Regions from separate parts of the Mus musculus genome. Here region 2 is linked to region 1. A link is a contact called in public HiChIP or PLAC-seq data. All regions are on one chromosome and are shown on one strand. Each heading gives the region's core, a stretch centred on a gene start, on an enhancer-like site or on the middle of the called end of the contact. The rest is flanking DNA. Distances are from core to core; before and after follow the strand shown.

Region 1 (6,138 bases), core at 1,864-4,363:
CAAAAAACCTAGGATAGCAAAAACTCTTCTCAAGGATAAAAGAACCTCTGGTGGAATCACCATGCCTGACCTAAAGCTTTACTATAGAGCAATTGTGATAAAAACTGCATGGTACTGGTATAGTGACAGACAAGTAGACCAATGGAATAGAATTGAAGACCCAGAAATGAACCCACACACCTATGGTCACTTGATCTTCGACAAGGGAGCAAAAACCATCCAGTGGAAGAAAGACAGCATTTTCAACAATTGGTGCTGGCACAACTGGTTGTTATCATGTAGAAGAATGCGAATTGATCCATACCTATCTCCTTGTACTAAGGTCAAATCTAAGTGGATCAAGGAACTTCACATAAAACCAGAGACACTGAAACTTATAGAGGAGAAAGTGGGGAAAAGCCTTGAAGATATGGGTACAGCGGAAAAATTCCTGAATAGAACAGCAATGGCTTGTGCTGTAAGATCGAGAATTGACAAATGGGACCTAATGAAACTCCAAAGCTTCTGCAAGGCAAAAGACACTGTCAATAAGACAAAAAAACCACCAACAGATTGGGAAAGGATCTTTACCTATCCTAAATTAGATAGGGGACTAATATCCAACATATATAAAGAACTCAAGAACGTGGACTTCAGAAAATCAAATAACCCCATTAAAAAATGGGGCTCAGAACTGAACAAAGAATTCTCACCTGAGGAATACCTAATGGCAGAGAAGCACCTGAAAAAATGTTCAACATCCTTAATCATCAGGGAAATGCAAATCAAAACAACACTGAGATTCCACCTCAAACCAGTCAGAATGGCTAAGATCAAAAATTCAGGTGACAGCAGATGTTGGCGAGTATGTGGAGAAAGAGGAACACTCCTCCATTGTTGGTGGGATTGCAAGCTTGTACAACCACTCTGGAAATCAGTCTGGCGGTTCCTCAGAAAATTGGACATAATACTACCGGAGGATCCAGCAATACCTCTCCTGGGCATATATCCAGAAGATGTCCCAACAGGTAAGAAGGACACATGCTCCACTATGTTCATAGCAGCCTTATTTTTAATAGCCAGAAGCTGGAAAGAACCCAGATGCCCCTCAACAGAGGAATGGATACAGAAACTGTGGTACATTTACACAATGGAGTACTACTCAGCTATTAAAAAGAATGAATTTATGAAATTCCTAGCCAAATGGATGGACCTGGAGGGCATCATCCTGAGAGAGGTAACACATTCACAAAGGAACTCACACAATATGTACTCACTGATAAGTGGATATTAGCCCAAAACCTAGGATACCCAAGATATAAGATACAATTTGCTAAACACATGAAACTCAAGAAGAATTAAGACTGAAGTGTGGACACTATGCCCCTCCTTAGAATTGGGAACAAAACACCCATGGAAGGAGTTAAAGAGACAAAGTTTGGAGCTGAGACGAAAGGATGGACCATCTAGAGACTGCCATATCCAGGGATCCACCCCATAATCAGCTTCCAAACGCTGACACCATTGCATACACTAGCAAGATTTTATCGAAAGGACCCAGATGTAGCTGTCTCTTGTGAGACTATGCCGGGGCCTAGCAAACACAGAAGTGGATGCTCACAGTCAGCTATTGGATGGATCACAGGGCTCCCAATGGAGGAGCTAGAGAAAGTACCCAAGGAGCTAAAGGGATCTGCAACCCTATAGGTGGAACAACATTATGAACTCACCAGTACCCCGGAGCTCTTGTCTCTAGCTGCATATGTATCAAAAGATGGCCTAGTCGGCCATCACTGGAAAGAGAGGCCCATTGGACTTGCAAACTGTATATGCCCCAGTACAGGGGAACGCCAGGGCCAAAAAAAATGGGAATGAGTGGGTAGGGAAGTGGGGGGGGAGGTTATGGGGGACTTTTGGTATAGCATTGGAAATGTAATTGAGGAAAATATGTAATAAAAAATAAATAGATTTTAAAAAATTGGAAAAAAAAAGAATTGAGATGTTATTTCTCTCTGTTAGGAGTTCAGGCCTACCATAGTTCTTTGCAAGTAGAATGCTATCAACAGTAATAGTCACTACCCAAAGTAGACCCATAAGAAAATAGAGTAATAACAAGCTATGAAACAATCACCTCCAAAGCTCCAACCAGTTTAGGATGTGAAGGGACGTTAATAGTACTTTGTGTCAAGTATATTAGTTATTCTAGATAGCCTTAGGAAAAAAGGAAGAAAATACAATAGGATTATTGATTACTATTGAGGTTCTAGAAAATAGAGGAAGGGAGCATATATGGCAGGGGGACTTTTGGGGAAAAAAGTGTCTGGTGAGGGAATTTCAATGAAAGGTAGAAGGAAGAAAGAGATGGTAAAGACATGCTGCAGATAGCTTAGACCATGCTCAGCTCTCTGGAGGCCAAATCTCAGGGACTTTGCAAACCAGGCCAGACTTTGTTCTTTGGGAAATGAGAACATGAAAGAGTAAGGGCACAGAGAGAAAACTCTATGTAGGGCAAGAACACCGAGGAGCTGAAAGGGCGTGGGCTATCAAAGATGGAATAGACGTAGAGGAGGGAGAACTGGTAGGAGGTGAACCATGAAAACTGACTGGCCCAATTGTAGGGCTTCTTCGGGACTCTCCCACATGCCTTTCCTGGCTCCCAAATGCTGTCTGGCCTCTGGGAGTTGCTCAGCCAAAATGTGTTATTTTTACTTCAGGATGCTAAGTGAGCATGGCCCCTGAAGGATGCTGAAGCAGATTGTGAGTGATACCAAAGCCCCTCCCACCCATTTCCTCTAACCAAAAAAAAAAAAAAAAAGCTCCAGGCTCTTGCTCACGAGGTAAAATTACATTCACCCCTTCTCTGAAGCCTTTCCACGCTCTCCCAGTGTGACTCACGCGCTTCCTGCATCAACGCCACTCATGTGTGTCATTATGTGCTACATTACTGCCTCTCAGAATGATTTGAGGGAGTCATTCTGATGTGTGTTTGTGTGTGGTGGTGGTGGTGGTGGTGGTGGGTGGGTGGGTGGGTAGGTGGTGTTGTTCTCCAGACCTGACTCACAGCGCCCTTCCTCTGCTTCTTTATTCTGGCATCTAGAATCATCAAGCATGTATCTGGGAACAGGCTGCAGCTGCTGATGCAGTGAAATCGAAAGGGGAACTGAGAAATCTTGGCAGGCTCCTGATCTGCCACTTCTGCACAGAACACACCTTACCAGCCACCTGCCTGACCCACTTCCACAATCTGACTAGTCATTTCTGAGTCTACCTTCAGCCCCAGAGGCTGTATGTACATCCAAGGCTCACCAGTTGTGGAATGAAGGAGGGAAGGGGAGCTTGCCACATTGAAGGAGGTGCTGAGAGGGAACAGCACAGCCAGAATGCATGCCAGCCCTGGGCTGCTATCACAACCAGTCAGAAGCCAGGAGCACAAGTGGCACCCACATGACAGAGAACCAGAAGTGCCAGGGATCCATTTGGCATCCTAAACCCAAGTGACTCTGTGGAGGACTCTCCATGGAAAAGACCTTGCCTGGGTGGATGATACAAGCTTCAGTTTTGGGCAGAAGCCAATATGGATGACTGTACCCCAAAATCTTGACCTTGTGGGCAGGGGAGAGGAGACAATTACACCCCTATCCCCATGTCCGGGTGCTATGTCCATAACAAGGCTAAATCCACAAACCAAGAGAGGGCTTGTCCTCTGCACTGTACAGTCAGGTGAACAGAGGGGACAGGAATTCAAATTACAAGCTCCCCCTGTGTCTACATGGCAAAGAGAGCTGTATAATCAGGAAGAAAGGGTGGCTGTGGTCTTCTGTGGATCACAAACAGGCCCAAGTTGCATTGGGCTAGAAAATAAATGTACCTTTCAGTAGAAAGGGAACCTGTCACCTTTGATGCTTTACAATAGGGAAGTGTCGTTTTTGTGTGTGCCAAGAACTTTTATTTACATCATCCCCACCCATCTCACACATCTCACATCATCTTGTAGTAGTTCTCTCTCTCTCTCTCTCTCTCTCTCTCTCTCTCTCTCTCTCTCTCTCTCTCTCTCTCTCTCCTTTCTTCTCTCTCTCTTCTCTCTTCTCTTTCTCTTCTTTCATCCCCTTCTCTCTTCCTGCCCTTCCCTCTCCCCATTTTCTTTCTTCCTTTCTTCCATCCTCTCTCTTCCCTTCTTTCTTTCCACTTCTCCTCCTCCTCTCCCTTCTTCATTTTTGGTTTTTTGAGACAGAGTTTCTCTGCATAGCCCTAGCTGTTCGTGAACTTGTTCTGTAGTCCAGACTCACCTTGAATTTAAAGATCCCTGCCTCTGCTTCCTGAATTATGAGATTCAAGTTTTGTGCCACCATGCACTGCTCAAGTGATGCCATTTTCAATTGTCACAGAATATCCTTGCTTCCAGGGCAAGTGCCTACCAATGATGGTGAGATGCCTTTCACCCTATAGCTAGTCAGGAGAGGAATAGGCAAGACTTTCTGACCCAGAGAGAAGGAGAGGATTTCAGGGGGAACCCTGGAAGTCTCTATCAGGACACAAATAAAGAAGGAAGTGACCAGGCGAGACCAAGATGACAGGTAACAGGCCACATGGCTGGAAAGTAGGCCAGGCCAGTATTATCAAATTCGAATAGCTCAGAATCTTCCCACTATAGTGCCTGAAGCTTTTAATAAATATAAAAGTCTCCAAGTCATTTCTCCGCGTTATTACTCTGAGTATGGGTGGATGTAGAAAGTTTTGTATTTTTACACTTCTCACCTCCTTTTCTCTCTGCAAAGGCTTCTTTGGGACAGGGCAAGGCACATGACACACCAGGATGGGAGAAGCCAGGAGAGTTAGGATCCAAGAACAAGAAGATTTAACACAACACGTGCTTCAGCCTTTTTGGAGTGTGGTAAAAACCAGGAAGCCCTGAGTCTTACAGAACTTTACAGGAAAGCTGGAACCCAAGGCTGACCAGAGCTGCCTGCTTCATTTGAAAAGGAGGGGACACTAGCTTCGCCTTCACAGACACATCACTCACCACCAAACTGCCAGACTGCCACAGCAGAGTAGAAGAAAGAGGGAACAGGATGTGGGGCAGGGCTATCAGACTTCAAAGAGTGTCATCCCCACCCCCTCAGGAACAAAGTGTGTGGGAGATAGGGGAGACAGTGTGTAACTGCGGGTGACTGCCAACTGCCATTGTGCTCTGTGAAATCTTTAAGTTTGTAGAACCTTTGAGAGATGAAGCCTTGCTGGATGGAGCAAGTGAGCCACTGGAGGCAGGTTTTGACATCACTTCCTGCTCACTCTCTCTTCCAGGCTGCTGATTCAGTGTGAGAAGTGGACCTTGTGCACTTGTCACCAGGATGGACTGTATACCTTGAAACTGTAAACCCAAATAAAACCCCTTTCTTAAGATGCTTTTGTCAGGGTGTCTTACCCCAGCAACAAAAGAGAAACGAGTGCACACTCTGAGTCCAAGTTGAACACGCCTCTTTTCTTCATAAAGAGCCCTGCCTCAACAACAGAAAATAGACTAAGAGACGTCTATACTGAAGGGACAGCAAATTTCTAATTTCCCACAAGCACAGAGAAGTTGGAGAGCCGGAATCTTTCATTCTTGTCACTAGTCCCCTAGTCCTTCTATAACTTAAGGGACAGTCCCTTGAATTTTTGCTTCTTGTGCTGGCTTGCATGCCTTTTGGTGAAATTTATATAATGTCTACCCCGTAATTTTAGTAAAAGAATCACAAAAACCTAGTAAAGGAATATATAGGGCTGGGGAGGTAGCTCAGTAGTTAAAAGCACTTGTTGCTCTTTCAGAGGACCTAGGTTCATTTCCCACCATCCACATGGTAGCTCACAATCATCTGTAACTTCAGTTTCAGAGTATTTAATGACCTCATCTGGTTTCCACAGGCACCAAAGTTCACGGTCAGCCTAGCTACATTCTATGTTCAAGGCCTGCTTAGACTACATTAGATGTTTCCTCAAAAAGAAAACAGAAAGGAAGAAAACTAAACCAAGAGAGCAGTGCACTATAGATGCATTTAGATGAGGTATACATAGGCCAATTCATAGAGGTAAGAAGTCAATCAGTGCTTGCCAGATGTGGGGGATGGAAGTATGAAAAGTTATCGCTATTGGGGTTGGGGTTTCCTTTGGAGGTGATGGAAA
Region 2 (5,459 bases), core at 1,816-4,315, 50 kb before region 1:
CTGAGACACACACACCTGCCCCATCCAGGTAATATAATTGGTGTGGTGAGAGAAAATTCTTCAGTGGAACTGCGTTCAAGCTGTACAGAGAACTCCTTTTCACACATTTTACACTGGGTGTGGTGGTTTGAGTAAGAATGGCCCTCATAGTCTCATGTATTTGAATGCTTATTCATTGGAGTGAGTGGTGCTGTTAGAGAAAGATTAGAGCAAATAGAAATGTAGTACTATTGGAAGACGTATTGTCACCAAGGTTGTCTTTGAGGTTTCAAAATCTCCTACCAGGCCCAAAGCTCGAATAAAGCCTCCAGGCTGGAACTGGATGGGGTTGTTTCTTTGTTCTGCGGCTGCCTTCCCTGCTTGGGGAGCACAGGCATTTCTGTGTCTCTCCAGGAAAGCAGAACACATTTGCGGAGGAGGATGGTAGCTGGTGATTCTAATGCACTGAGGTGCTCCCTACAGCTCCAGTTGAGTGCTTCCCGGGAGTCTGATGAGGTTACTCCCCAGTGGATAGCCATTTGTTCAGATGATATTCGTTACACAATTAATTACATACTACATAGAAACAAAAGCTGTGTGAAAAGAGTTGCTATGTGTATGAGTACAAAATGAAATGTTTGGAGCGACTAGGAAGAATGGCTCAGGAGTTAAGAATAGTTGGTGCTTTTTGCGTTGGACCTGGTTTGGGTCCCAGCACCCACAAGGCAGCTCACAATCACCTATAACTCTGTATTAAGAGGCTCTGACACCTTCTTCTGGCCTCTGCAGGCATCAGGTACACACAAGGTGTACCTAATACATGCAAGGAAAACATCCATGCACACCTCCCACACACAAACACACAAACACACACACACAAAACAAATATATCTAAACAAGGTTGGAATGTGGACTGGATCTGAGAGGAGTTTGGAAAGGGAAGAGAATATAATCAAAATACAATGCATAAAAATCTCAGAATTAATAAAATTGTAAAAAGTAAATCTTTAAAAAAATGCTTTGAGGATGCTTCATAAAGGCAAATCACTCCAACTACATTTGCTAAGGTGTGTCACAAAATAAATCTACATGAATATGTATCCTGGCATCCCAGAAGCTTCTCCCCCAGTAAACGTCTCTGTCTACCCACAGGGTAGTGTAGGTCAGTGGTTTCACCACACCTTCCCTCACAGTATACATGTGCAAAATTGTACTTGAAATAATAATTAAATTGTAAAAACTCAAAATAATAAATTAGACTCAGAGGAAAGAGAGGCAAATTTATTCGTCCCTATGTTACAGCAAGAATTAAATAGCATTTAAACAAATTACAACAGCTCACCACAAAAATGTAATGTTAAAAGATAAATCTAGCAATTCATGTCTAGGATCCGTATGATGAAAGCTATAAAATACAGACAAAAGAAGCAGAATTCTCAATAAAAAGAGAAACACACCGTACTTAGTGGTCAGAAGACCTCACAGCTTAGACTTCAATTTTCCCCAGACAATCTAGAGAGTTAATACCAATCTCCAAAAGGTTTCAGCTGTATATTTTCCAAATAAGCTGATTCAAACGTCAGGAGAAAATTGAAGTAATTAGGACAACTAAAACAAGTTGAAGAGGAAGAAAATTGGGCTAATCACATTACTATCAAGACCATATGATATTAGCAAAAGGATAAATCAATAGAACAGAATTATGTGAATATAAACCCACAGAAGTATGGCCAAATGGTTTTAATTTAACATTTTTAGGTATACTCTATACAGTATTTCAACCATATTCACCTGTACACTTTTATACTCCATCTCCTCTCAGACCCCTCACAACTTCTCAATTAATGTCTTCTCTTTGCACATAATCCACTTAGGGGCTAGAGAGATGGCTCAGCAGTTAAGAGCTTTGCTACTCTGGCAGAGGACCAAGATTTGTTTCCCAGCCCCTACATAGCAGCTCACAACAACCTATAACTCCAGTTCAAGAGGATCCAAAGCTCTTTTCTGGCTTCTTTTGGATTTCAAACACATACATGGCACACAAACATACACACAAGAAAAACACTCATATACATAAAAATATAAATAAGTAAATATATAAATACTCCACTGAATTCTGTTAGTGTTTCCCATATACACATGGGTGTGTGCCATCAGTTAGAGCACAGACAGCATGTGGGGAACCAAATCCCCAAAGTAAACAAATTCTCCCTTCCTTAGCAACCTTCAACTCCCAATAGCTCCTTATAGGAGGAATAGGGACTTGTGTGCCCCTCCCCATTCCATGCTGAACTGTTGACTGGATTGTTCTCATGCAGGTATTGTGCAGGCAACACACAGGTGCTTCGAGTTCATGACTGCAGCTGTCATGTCCAGAAGATACTGTTTCATCTCAGTCTATCCTACCCTCTGGCTCTTACAGTCTTTCTGCCCTGTGTTCTGCAATGTTCCCTGAGCCTTGTAGGGGAGGTATATTACATAGTTCCATTTAGAGCTGAGCAATTTACAAAGACTGTCCTCCGCACTTTGACTTGTTATGAGTCTTTGTATTCGCTACCATCCACTGCAGAAGGTACTACTCTAATGACTGAGAGACGTACTAATCTTTGAGAACCAAGATTTGTATTTTGACCCTATGTCCATTTAACATAAAGAGAAAGGTAGTAGGGTTTATATTTGGAAGGTTTGGGCTCCCCGGTCATGGGTTCTTGGCCCAATTACAATATCAGGCTTGAGAGTCCTCCTGTGGAGTGGGCCTTAAATCCAGTCAGAAAAAGTAGACTATCCCCATAGCATTTGTGCCGCTGATGAACTCATGAGCATATCTCCAGGTCAGCCGTTGTTGTAGCTCATAGGGTTCACAACTGGATAAAAATGGCCCTGGTCTTCTTCCTTTTCCCCCAAGACATGATATCCTTACAGAACAGATTGATCCCAAACTTGAATTCCTCCTGCCTTAGCCTACCAAGTGCTGGGGTTATTGGTGTACACCACAATACCTAGATATGCTCACCTTATTATTCAAAATTCCTTTAATTTTAGAATAAAATTTTCCAACAATATTTTTCTTTGTCTCACCCGCAACTTCAGACAAAGGCATTTAGAATTCAGGTGTGAGCCATGTACCTGTGATGTAATGGATTCCATGAATCACATGTAATGTTCCAAGAGGAAGGTGAGAACAGAGATGCTTTGTCCCAATTTGGCGCTTTGTTGTCATGCAACAAGCTCAAAATAATGGCCATTGGATTACCTCTTGATTTTATTTCCTGGTATTCAACTTTTGTGAGGGGAACAAGCTTTGTTAAAGAGTACTCCACCCTCTTTCCACTACTATTCAAGTATTAAATTTAACACAGTTAAGACTAAGGTTTCTGGGACCTGGGACAGGATCATAATTATTGATTTCATCCATTGGAGAGGGCTCTTTCCTGCTGGTATTCTTGGCTCCTCTTTGCCAATAAAACAGAAAGTGAGAAATATGTATGTGCTCATCATGTGCTTTATACAAAGCCTTTGTGCATAGTGTTCTAGGAAACAGGAAACTTGTATAATACTATGTGCAAGGAAATTCATATGTCACATTGTTAAATACCACCCCACGTCTAGTATTTTCCAGTGTGCAGACTGAAGATCTGAATTGTGAGTGAAGTTAAAGTCTTCCTTTCAACTTGTGTGGTTAGGTATTTGTCACTGTGATGATAAATTGACCAGCACAGTCTATGTGCTATTCTCAAAGTAGCTAGCTTAAGTGGAGATAGTCTAGAATTTTGTAACCTCAGTGTGGATATAAAGAAACAAAATTTCTTACCAGTAGCTTATGTATCGGTTATGGCTGATGTGAAGTTTATTGCTCTAAATAAAATGTATAATTAAAACTAACAATCTTTTTTAGTCAGAGCTACAATAAGATTAAAATTTACACAGTTGCTCCAATTGTGCGTATATGCTACAGTACTTGTCTAACATTATAGCTTTTTACAACTAAACCAGACACATCTTATAAGATACTAACAATAAAAAGGGAAGAGTGCAAATAATGCTAGAATTATTTTAGACATAATGCAGTTTTACAAATCTCCCAGATCTCAAATCTTATGTATCTGTTAGGAACTTGACCATAAGAGTGAGGGCAGGAGTATCCAGTTTTACCTAACGGCTACTGACAGCACCAACTGCTTCATAATACTAGGGCAATAATAAAAAACACACTGTGTCATGAGCATTTAAAAAATACTACCTGTCATTTCTCTTCTCTCCAAAGCTTCTTCATAGTTCCTGAAAACTCCGCAGTCCCCTTGCCTCTGAGCCTGGTGCTTGCTGTGTGCAGGACCTCCACTGTTCTTCTATCAGCCAAATGAGTTTAGATGAACCCACAACTCCTTAGTCCTGTGCAATAGGATCAATAGCCACAGTCATGGACGGCCTACAACACCCCAGGCACTTGTTAAGGGCTGGCCCCTCTACATTTATATGCTGAAATTCTAACCGCAGCACAATGGATGTAGAGATGGGACCTGGGGATGGGGGTGGGGTATGTGATTAAGTCAAGAGGGATTCCCCAAAGGATGAAATTAGTGCCCTGAACATAAACTTCCTTCTAAAGCTTGCTTCCTCTTTCTCAGCCATGTAAGGACAGGAGGAGAAGACAGACTTGTTCAAGCTAGACACCAGGTATGCTGGTACCTTGATCTTAGAATTCCGAGGTTCTGTGAGTAAAGGAAGCTGGTGTTTAGTGTTAAAATTAGCCAGTGGTATTAGTTTTGGCAGTTCAACCTGACAGTGACATGGATGCTCTATGTATTTTGTTTAGCCCACAAAGTTGGAAGTTCTTCTGTTCTCCTATACAGAAGAACTATATAGACCAGAAAATTGAGAGATGGAGAAGTTAATAAACATATTAAACATTATCCAGTTTGTGAATAGCAAAGTCTAGATTCAAATCAAGCAGTACAGTTCTAAAAACCCATTCTAGACCTTTATTACCCATTTCCTCCTCTCCCTCCCTTTCTTTCTTTTTTCCTTCTTTCTCCCTCTTACTGGGGCTCAGTTGAATACCTCCTAATTCTAGCCTGGATGTCCTTGGGACCTGTGCCAGGAAACCTTAAACTTTTATTCTCTGTGGTCTCCATCCCATCCCTGTTTATTACACAAGAAATGGCCACTTGAATATGTTCCTGTTTTAGATTAGGGTTTTCTTTTTCCCTTGGTTCTAAAATAAACTGTTCTAACTCAAGATATTCTGACTAAAGCAACTTTAGAGAAAAGAATTTTATTTTAGCCTACAGTTACAACTTGGAGTCTCTCAGTGGCAGCAGTCTGAGGGCACTGGTCACATCACACCCATAGTTATGGGCAGAGAACAATGAGTGCATCCTTGCATGTTAGTGCTCAGCTTCCTTTCATCACTCCTATACAGCCTAGAGTGTCCTGCTTAGGGGATGGTGATGCCAACAGTGGGCAGGACTTCTCATCTCAAT

The links. HiChIP or PLAC-seq counts read pairs in DNA pulled down with a chosen protein or histone mark.
Region 2: a BATF HiChIP or PLAC-seq map of CD8 T cells shows a contact between it and region 1, with 10 read pairs. The contact joins the promoter of 1700011B04Rik here to the enhancer-like site in region 1. A contact is called at or near these places in 12 of 484 Hi-C or Micro-C datasets (CD4 T cells, CD8 T cells, DN3 thymocytes and 5 more) and 4 of 115 datasets of contacts at active chromatin or transcription factors (CD8 T cells, double positive thymocytes, large pre-B cells and 1 more).

Annotation. Positions count from the first base shown.
Region 1 is chr13:35,128,601-35,134,738 of GRCm38.p6, reverse strand. No RefSeq gene overlaps it. Among named protein-coding and RNA genes, the nearest start is that of 4930529N20Rik, 36 kb to the left of the region's middle. Within about 2 kb of position 3,113, at least 86 of the 459 cell types and tissues checked have an H3K27ac peak or open chromatin away from gene starts, as enhancers often do. A contact at or near this core is called in CD8 T cells, DN3 thymocytes, Th1 cells and 3 more, where this site is marked.
Region 2 is chr13:35,179,229-35,184,687 of GRCm38.p6, reverse strand. 1700011B04Rik (RIKEN cDNA 1700011B04 gene) reads right to left here and starts at 3,065. Exons shown (of 3, transcript NR_045616.1): 1 at 2,993-3,065.